Regions from separate parts of the Mus musculus genome. Here region 2 is linked to region 1. A link is a contact called in public HiChIP or PLAC-seq data. All regions are on one chromosome and are shown on one strand. Each heading gives the region's core, a stretch centred on a gene start, on an enhancer-like site or on the middle of the called end of the contact. The rest is flanking DNA. Distances are from core to core; before and after follow the strand shown. Region 1 has its middle 13 kb from the start of Rell1. Region 2 overlaps Tbc1d1 (TBC1 domain family, member 1).

Region 1 (5,121 bases), core at 1,070-3,569:
GCCATCCGGACTCTATTGAACTGGACTGCTGGTGTATCTGTGAGGTGTTTGCAAGTGAATCAAGCTGCTGCTGCCTGCTAACCAGTGAACTAAACTATTGATTTCCAGACATCACAGATGGAAGTTAATCCGAAGAACCTTTCTAAACAGGTCCATTCCCCACCCCCACCCCCGCCCCGCCCCGCCCCATCCTTTCTTTTCCACTACCTCTGGTGGGTAGTAGGTTACAAGGAAGGCTGAAGTGTTTCAGAACCATCGTTAAAAATAAGATTAAAGCCGGGCGTGGTGGCGCACGCCTTTAATCCCAGCACTCGGGAGGCAGAGGCAGGCGGATTTCTGAGTTCGAGGCCAGCCTGGTCTACAAAGTGAGTGCCAGGACAGCCAGGGCTACACAGAGAAACCCTGTCTCGAAAAACCAAAAAAAAAAAAAAAAAAAAAAAAAATAAGATTAAAAAAATTAAAATTACAGTCTTTTCATGGAATTTGATAACCTGATCTTGAAATGTAAAGTGAAAAGGAACTGTCAAGAATAGTCAGGATATTTTGGAACAAGAGCAAAACACACAGACACTTGTCATCACAGATACAAACAATGATTTCTGAGTCACGAGTGTGGAAGTGCGCTGCCTGCAAAAGGGATCTGGAGAGTAGAATGTAAATGCTGAGGACAGACATCGTGGTCACAGAAGCTTGATTCGTGATGGGTTTAGCCAGGAAGGCAGGTCATTGGGCAAAGGCCAAGCAAGCAAGCACACTCTTACTTCACATCACACACAGTATTAGATAGAGGTCAATGTGAGAGTAATTAAGGTCAATGTATAAGTAGACAAAAGACACAAATACTCATATTAGAAGATGGAATATAAGTCGGGCGGTGGTGGCGCACGCCTTTAATCCCAGCACTTGGGAGGCAGAGGCAGGCGGATTTCTGAGTTCGAGGCCAGCCTGGTCAACAGAGTGAGTCCAGGACAGCCAGGACTATACAGAGAAAAAACAAAAACAAAAACAAACAAAAAAAGACGGAATATTAATGGCCAATAAACATATATGCAAAGGTGTTCAACTTCCATATCAATCAAGGAAGCACAGACTAAACCCATTCAAGTGAGCTGAGTGTACTAATGACCTCAATTCTCACGTTTTCCCATGCTACACTCCAGAGAAGTGCCAGCCTTCACTGATTGGCCCTTTCTCATCCATCCTCAAGCTTACAGTAGCAAATTGACTTCAGGCAGAGCTCGTAGAAGTGCTTCATGTTTCTGTTCTTTCTCTTGTGCCCTTCAGTATACATTTCTGAAGAGCTATTATCTATCTATCATCTATCTATCTATCTATCTATCTATCTATCTATCTATCTATCTATCTATCATCTATCATCTATCTAGTTATAGATTGAATTGTGTTCCCACTAAAGATATGTTGAAGTCCTAACTCCTAGTAGCTCAGAATGTAGCCTCATTTGGAAATAGAGTCATTACAGACTTAATTAGCTAAGATGAAGTCATAGTGGAGTAAGGTAGGTATTTAGCACCATATGACCTGGTGTCCTCATAAGGGGAGAAGAAACAGACCAGATCAGGGAATGCCTGGGGATAATGGAAGCTGGAAGAGACAAGGATCCTCTCCTAAAGGCTTCAGAGGGAGCAGAACCCTCCAGATCTGTGAGACAAAGGATGCCTGCTGTTACGCCAAGCAGTTTGTGCCATTTTGCTACAGATACGCTAAGACATCAATACAAACACTGGGAAGTGGGGAACTTCTAAAACACCGTATATATTATAAATGGAAGTTACTCTGGATATTCAGTAGACACATCAAGAATTCTGAAGTCCGTGACCGAAAGAGCCTGGATTCCCTTGGAGAAACAGTGGGTAGAAAGATGAGCCTTGAAGGTTCCTGGTGATGACTTAGAAGAAAATGATGAACATGCCTGTGGATACACAGGAGGAAACTTGATTTGTCTTACAAAGTAGCAGAAGACTGTGAAATGGGTTCCTGTACGGAGTGCAAAGCAGAATAAGTAAGGAATAAAATCAACTGACAGAACAGTCAAGTAAAGAGTGGAAGTTTCCACCTGCTTTCTCTTTGCTCTTTATAGTAAAACAAGTGACAAAAGGGACAAATTAGGGAACGAGCTGTTAAGGAAAAGGGGATTAAGCACCTGATGTTCTGGAAAGTTGTTCACTCCGTCCAGATATCCTGTTGTGGGAACAGAAAGCTACGCAGTGAGAAAACTGTTTGCTGAAAAGATTAAGGTGTGACTCAGAGCCAATCAACCCTCTCAGCAGAAGCGCGGTCATTCAGGAAGGCAACCGGGAGACTCTGATGGCTCGGATCCAACAGGAGGCTGACAAGGATTCCAAGAATCCAACTCCAGCAGAACGCTTCTGCCGACACTTCACCCGGGGATAGGAAGGAAGAACTCCTAGGCTGGAACCACGCTGCAGGAGCCTGGCTCACAGAACTGCCTCAGGTGTCAGAGTGGGACACTGAACAACAGGAGTCTGTTTTAAGGCCTTCAGATACAAAGTAAAATGTCCTGCTCAGAGGGAGAGGATGGGGGTCGGGGAGGTATTCATATTTGCCCAAGATTCATTCCATCTCTAACTACCTCAAAATATCTGCAAAACCTTATTCATCTTCACCACATACACTTTCTTAAAAGTCTTTAAGGTCACCTGGGCATGGTGGTGCAAGCCTTCAATCCTAGCACTCAGGAGGCAAAGGCACGCCATCTCAGTGAATCTGAGGCCAGCCTGGTCTGCACATAGTGAGTTCCATGACAGCAAGGGTCACAGAGAGACAGAGAAATCTTGACTAACATTAATAATAATAATAAAACAATAAAAGGAGAGTGTCTTCTACGGCGATTAAAACCACCATGCCTTGTGTAAAGTAAAAATACCAGTTGTCTAGTTTTTTTAGATACCATTTGTATATTGCTAATTATCAAAACCAATCATCATACAACATAATGGACAGAGGGGAGGTGCTGTAGGGAAGCGCAAGGATATTTGACGTGCTGATAGTTAGAGAGGGTGTAGATATTTCAGTTATAGTGGTTTATCTTTACAATGCTGCTTGGTAAACCCAGGCATGCTCAAATGTGTTCGTCTTTTCCCTCGTTGAGCTTTCCAGTATGGTAGCCGCCAACTTCATTCAGCTTTAACTGAATATAAACTAAATAAAAATTTGACACTGCCTTTCTTTTTCTCACTGACCTTATTTCGGATGTCCAGTGGCCACATGTGTGGCTAGTGGCTACATACTAGTGCAGACCGAATGCTCCCTTCTCACACAAGTATTCGGCAAGGCCTAGTCATCAAGAAGCCTAAGCTATAGCCCCACCCTCACCCCATCTTTTGTTTTGTTTTAATTTTTTTGTATCGAGACGGGGTCCTGTTAAGTTTTCCAAGATGGCCTTTCACTAATTCCTCTTTCCTCAGTCTTACTGTTAATTGGAACCACTGATCTTTCCTACCAGGTCTAGTAAGGCGGGTACTTCTTGAAGGATAAAAAGAAAGTGAACGATTAAACAATGAAACAGCCAGAATTTTTATTCATTTGATAGTGTTGCCTAATGTCATGATAGAGGCAACTCCCGCCAATGTCCTGATTGTCCTCTTGACTCAGAGCATCCATGTTAAAGTGTTTGAACACGCTACAGACCAGAATCAGGACCCTAGCTACCTATTGGTGGCTTGACGATCTACCTTAGGGTCAGTTGATGAAATTTAAAGTTCTTATTTTAATCCCCTCTGTGTAGACAGTATTTGAGGCAGTTCACATTTTGCATCCAAGCAGCACCCTACTGGGGCTCTAGCTCAGTTGGTAGAACACTTGCCTAGCATCACATGGCCTTGGGTCCAGTCCCAGCACTGCATAAACCAGGCATGATGGTACCTGGCTAGAATCCTAGCACTCAGGAGGTTGAGGCAGGAGGATGAAGTTCAGGGCCTTCTTAGGTTACATAGTGAGTTCAAAGCAACACAAACAGAGCCTTGGATACATGAGACTCTGTCTCAAAAAATAATTTTTTTGAAACAACAACAACACAAAAATCAAACAATCATCCAATATTTCCTCCCCCTTAGCTGCCAACTGTTTAAGAAAGGTCCAGCACAAATTTCCCCAGTGACATTTCAGTCTACTCCCTCTTGGCCAGGATCAAACTGCTTTTGACTTTTGAGAGTCCTCAGCTACAAGAGATGGACGGGGAAACAAACGGCACTGCCTACAGATGTCAGTTTTGAATATAACTCTCTGTTAGGGAAGTTACAGCTGATCATTTCTCTACGCTTCCAACTCAGAAACCATGCCGAGCTTCGTTAGGAAGAAATCCATGCTCACGTGTCCTTTCTTCTTTCCAGTTTTGAAGTCAGCGCACACAGTGATGGCTTTCACTGTGGCTTTTTCACACACGTGTGTTAGGATATTTCTCTAATTCATACTTTTCATCTCCTCGGTTCTTGGCACAATGATCTTGGCTTAGGTTGTCATCTAGATTCACATGAGCATCACAGGACTGTTGAATTTATTCACATCACAAAGGAAGTCAGATACTGGTAAACACACTTTATTGAATATGTAACGGACTCAGCACCAGGGGCTGTGTTCACTGCCAACAATATTGAGCCAGATGTAATCAGACTCAATGGTTTTGACCTCTTGTTTTTTCTAGTAACTAAGCTGACATGATTCAGGAATGGTCCCAGTTTTGGCCCTCAGGTGTGAGAGAATTGGGGGGTGGGGATGAGGGGCGGTTTAGATCAAGTATCCTATATCTTTTTTATTATATCTAATTTTTGACATTGCTGATCTATTGGTAATAACTGGACCCCTTTAGAGACTATGGCTGCTTTTCCAGGGTCCCTGAATCCCCTGGCTTCTCTGGCCCCTGAGCCTCACATGATTGTTGTTCAAAGGGCATCACTTGCTTCCATGGTGATGGATGACTTCAAGAGCACCATCCCAGTACTTGGGCTCAACACATCCTCCATCTTGGCATCTCTTCAGCAGCCCACCAGGAGCTGTTGTGTAGAGCTGGGTTACCCTGCTGTATGCCTTCCTTGTTGTTGTTATAACAAGTTACCTCAAACTCCTCAGTTAAACGGTTCCAAT
Region 2 (5,121 bases), core at 735-3,234, 300 kb before region 1:
GGAAACTCCTCCACTCACACCCACGTGCCACTTTCCCCCAAACCAGCAGGCAAGTTCCAAAGACAACATCTCATGCATTAAGGACTGTCTGACACACATAAGGACCATTTTTGCTCCTGTCTACCTGCTTGCTAGCCATGTTTGCACCTACCTCTACACACTTCCTGAGGGAGCCAAGAAGAACTTGACACTGCTTCAAGTTTTATCTTTTGAAGCCAAGGGTCAAACTTGGCTCGGGGTATTCTTTTGCCTGAAAAGTGTATGCAGCACATACAGTAAGTCTGACACTTTAAGCAACTCTTACTTGCGTTCATGAGGCGTCTCTGTGCTCACGGAGTGGTACCGCATGAGTTTCCTTTGAGAGACCCCTGGAGAGCTCTGGGCAGGTTCTGGAGGCGCAGGGCACTCTACTGGGAAATGACTCAGGGTGTTGGCTCTCCTTCTGAACGCCTGCTGGGGTGACAACAGGGCAGACTCTTCTGCAATGTGGCCCTCTGAGTCACTGGACAGGTCATCTGAGGAGCCAAGGAGCTTGAAGGAGGTCTCAGAGACGGGGAAGGCCTCCTTGTCACCCATGGACAGCTCCTAACAGCAGACAGACAGCAGATTAGATATGTGACAGGGGAATGGGGGGACTGGCAATCTAAGCACACAGATACATTACATTCATAGGACTGTCTCACTAGAATGTCATCTAGAGGTTACCAAAGATATAAGGGTATTAAAGCTGTTATATAATAACACCTGCTTCTCAGAGACAAGTTCTTGCTTCCTGCAAAGATGGGGAAAGTTCCAAAAATAATAATGAAGTTCACAAGCTGCAGCACTGACTGCTCAAATACCATGACCAGATTGCTAACTCCAGAGAACAGGCTTTTCACAGGCTTATAGGAAGTATGGTCCTGTATGGAGAGTTCCCACCACTTAACCAACTTCTTTATCTTTGCCTAGTATGTTCATGGATGTTTACCTACAGTTCAAGGCTCTTTCTGACTCTGATCTAATGTTGAGATTTAACTTGGCACTCTTGATGCTAAAACTATACTGTATGTTCTGCCTGGAGTAAAGACATGTTTATCACATGTGACTTGCCATAATTCAGGGGAAGTCATTTAACTTCTTGCTGCATTCCACTGTCTGCCTCTGTAAGAGTACAGTGAAAATTCACTGCACCATTTCCTGAATTAAGCAAGATGAGACCACTTTAAAGTGGCTTGTATTCCGACTGATGCTACAGAAATAAGCTAAAGTTTCACTGAGTACTCCCTCCTTACTGTATGCTCAAACATTCAACAAGAGTCCTAACAAATCAACCTTGGTGGTCATGCCTATAATTTCTGCCCTTGAAGGCAGAGGTCAGAGGATCAGGAGTTCTGGGCCATCAAGGTCACCTTGAGCTAGGTACAAAACCAGAAAAGGGGATGGAGGGGACACATAAAAACAAAGGATGGGAGTCTTAAGAACTTCATAATCAACACTAAGGTATCTGAAATTCCGACTCCCTGGCTACTTCCTTGGCACAATGCCCAGGCTTTCCACAGGATTTAATTCGTAGCATCAGTACCTTCCCTTCTCCAAGCTTTCTACTACCAAACCACACCTCTTCCCCTCACTCCTCTGAGGTCCAAGCCACCAGTATCTGTTGTCTGCAGCTCTCGTCTCGTCACACTCCCCCTCATGTGGGGTTTACTTGTTCAACTGTACCTTCTCACCTATGGACCCAGCCATCTTTTTACAATAGGTGACCAGCAGCACTTGACATTTGCACACTTGAACGTGGAAGTACAATCAGTGTGTGTCCTGTGAAGGCTGGATGATGATGTGGCCTGCTGTGCCTTAACTTAGAACGCTACATGGAGAAGACTGACTTCCAGGTCTTCCGGCACAACGCCAGCTACAAAAGCAGCAGGAGCAGCGACACGGTCTTGCTGCCGAGCGGTGTCAGCATTGAGATCCCAGCCAGAACAAGTGAAGCACAGAGGCAGCTTAAAGTCTGAGTCATGCTCATCTAAAGGAATGAGTCTCAAACCACACACTACACACCCCAGTAGGTAGTAATATCAATTTAGTGGCTTGCCAGGAGCATCTTAAAAATAAATGAGCAGAAATAACAGTGTATGCAGCCCATTATCCAGAGAGTGCTTTCATTTTAACTCATTTTCATTTTGTGTGGGAGGGCTATGTGTATTTGCAAACTATGTCAAATGTTAAATGTCTTTCTTATTGTTGGCGAGGATCTGAAGCCTTTGAAAACTTCAAGTCTAGGACAGAGCTTTGGTGAGGGGCTGGGGCTCATAAGCTTCCTTGTTCTTACATCAGAGCATGCTGACAATATGGAGGAAGGCTGCCTCCTGACTGGCAGTCATAGGGTTAAATAAACCAGGTCCCGTCACGTGTAAATGACCCTGGAACAAGATAGAAAGCAAGGGGACAAGTAGGTGTGTCACCACAGAAGGCGGTCGGGCAATGCATCATACCTGTGTCCTGCGGCAGACCACGGGGCAAGGCTTGGCTGCTTATTCAAACAAAACAATCATGTTTTCTCACGGTCATGGGATCAGCTACAGGCCACAGTCTCAGGAATTTCTGCTGCACAATTCCCTGAATTCACAACCCCCTCCCCACCTTTGAAGCTGTCTCAATCTTTTATTATTACAAACTCTACTTTGGATAAGAAGCCCATGGTTGTTACAGATCAGGTCTCATCTGTCTAAAAATATGATCTTGATTCTCTGTTTATAGCAATAGTTATTGGCCTTTTTATTTAAAACTTTTCACACAGCTTGCCCTCTACTTGTAGAGAAGTCTGGAAGCACTAAGTGTTTTATGACTAGAGGGGCATGGGCTTTTTTGTCCTGATAGCTGTGTAGAGTCAAGATGGGCAGGCCTGTTGGCTGCATCTTCAGGGGACCACTGAAAGAAACATGCTTACTTTGCTGGTGTTACTTAGAGTACTAGAAGTGGAGCTGTCCAGATCCACACTGGCGGAATGGTCCTGCAGGCCTCTGGCTTTATTACCCTACGAAGAGAAAAGGCAGTTGAGCCACAGCCCCAAAGTCATCAGCATCTGGAAGCAGCCTGGCCTTGTTAAATAAGCCCGGAAAATAAACTCACTGACAAGCACAGCTCAGCACAACCCTGCACTAACCATCACATTTCTGTCATCATTTTAAGAATCATACCAACCTAGATGATCCACAGAGCCCCATGGATCAGTCATTTGCTGGGGACAACAGACAGCAAGGTGGCCTAATACATCTATCATGATCCCCAAAGCACACTCAATAGCTCCTTCCTGAGTCATGGGCGATCATAACTGGCCACCTGGATGTCACTCAATCAACCTGCATCCCTCTGGGAACTCTCAAAGGCAAGCCCTTTCAGTCTTGGTTTATAATTGGATTGCTTTGAATTATCTCAAAGGATTTAGAAAAAAATCTCAGCAATAGCATTTCATGAAGTCATCTTTAACTGACTAAAGTTTATGTTTCAGAGGGAACATGCTCTAACATCTGGAAGAGCTATGACAAAATAGGGTAAGCTCCAGAGATGTGATTCCTTAACATAAAATCAAGTTTTGATTTGTTAGAAGCAACATAAGGCTGTTCACACTCATAGGGTAGGAGGAAGCTTTCCTAAGGAACTCCAGGTGACACTCAGGGTACTTGGATCTTCTTAGAGAGCCCTACATTGGCACATTTTTTGGTCTTGAAAGCAAGTGTCTAATAAACATCTTACCATCTGTAAGTCATGTGGCCTCTGTGACAAGTATTCAATTTTGTACAAACGTAGCCTTAGATAACAGGTAACTGAATGAATGACACTGTGTAAATTAATTAATTTACGAAAACAAAGAGGTTCATAGGATTTGGCCCATGGGTCAAATATTTCATGAATCTGCTTCCAGGGAGTTCCAAATACCCAACGAAAGGAGCTGACAGGATAGTTTTTCAAGTTGTCCTTAGGGACACCAGGGAAATAGGACCTACATCTGGCATGCATAATCCATGTCCTTTATAGGAACTGTATAAATAATAACACTCTTGGGAGCAGGAAATCCCATGGGATAGACCAAAAAGAGGAGTGTAAGTTCCCAGCACTTGGGAGCCCTAGGCACTCAGATTGGGAGTGTGAAGTCAGGGTATGCTAAATAGCGTGACACTACTTCAATAAATAAATCCATCTAGATAATAAAAATAAATAACATCTAGATAATAATTGCTTTAAGTCTGATGAAACATAAAATATAGTTGACTCTGCTTTAGAAATGATTCAACCTCAGTGAGAAGAAAGGGTGCCACTTACCCGGGACAGAATGCTCTCTAGGGACTCTGTTAAGGACCTCTTTGCTCTGTTCTTCAGCGAATCTAACCTGAACCGGCTAGCACTGGGTGGCAGGTCACTCCCAATATTCTCTGCTGCCACCTGTAGTGTCTAGAAAAGAAAAACAAGGAAAAGTTAAGTCCATTAAAATTTCTACCCTTTGGTGCACAGGAGGGAATGGCCTGTGGGGCCCCATCCTCTTGAAAGCCTTGGGCCCCATGTGCTCCTTAGCAACACGCCTGCAAGTTTCGTGCACATTCTACTCCCCCAGATAAAATGAGAAAATGTGCTCAGACCTAATCAGCCAGCTCGCTCAGGCTACTGAATCAGAAACCTGCGATGTCCTAACTGTGGCCTTGTTTTCTAACTGAGCCTAGATTTCTTCCCTAGTAAACTGGGAGTACCATAGTCCAATCAGATCACTGTGCTACGAGACTACAACAGGTGGGGATATGGCAAGCACCGAACATAGGATCTGGGACAAAACCTACTTTGACAACCTTTTAAAATAAAGCAGTATCTTACCTAGGGGGGCATTTGAGAGACTAAGTTAAAAATTAAATTTATCAACTGAATCCATCCTTCCCATATCTTTTTATAATTCCTCTCCTTTATCCTCTCCCCCTTCCGGTCTTTCTCCTATGAAAGCAGTCTGCTTTTTCTCAGCTATGCTAACACTGAGCCAGAGCACAGTGGAACCCCACAGGCACTGAATACGTGATGCTCCTGTTAGCAAGGAAGTATGTTTCCAAGAAGTTACGCCCCAATCTGAGCACACCTGCTCACACGGACCTTCAC

Evidence for each region. HiChIP or PLAC-seq counts read pairs in DNA pulled down with a chosen protein or histone mark.
Region 2: a contact with region 1 is called in an HNF4G HiChIP or PLAC-seq map of pancreatic cancer cells. The contact joins two enhancer-like sites. A contact is called at or near these places in 2 of 39 promoter capture datasets (liver and neutrophils), 1 of 115 datasets of contacts at active chromatin or transcription factors (pancreatic cancer cells) and 1 of 9 other capture datasets (liver).

What each region holds. Positions count from the first base shown.
Region 1 is chr5:63,979,684-63,984,804 of GRCm38.p6, reverse strand. No RefSeq gene overlaps it. Among named protein-coding and RNA genes, the nearest start is that of Rell1, 13 kb to the right of the region's middle. Within about 2 kb of position 2,319, at least 24 of the 459 cell types and tissues checked have an H3K27ac peak or open chromatin away from gene starts, as enhancers often do. A contact at or near this core is called in pancreatic cancer cells, where this site is marked.
Region 2 is chr5:64,277,229-64,282,349 of GRCm38.p6, reverse strand. Tbc1d1 (TBC1 domain family, member 1) reads right to left here. Exons shown (of 22, transcript NM_001310611.1): 9 at 4,306-4,434; 10 at 2,933-3,019; 11 at 305-585. Among named protein-coding and RNA genes, the nearest start is that of Gm38634, 23 kb to the right of the region's middle. Within about 2 kb of position 1,984, at least 48 of the 459 cell types and tissues checked have an H3K27ac peak or open chromatin away from gene starts, as enhancers often do. A contact at or near this core is called in pancreatic cancer cells, where this site is marked.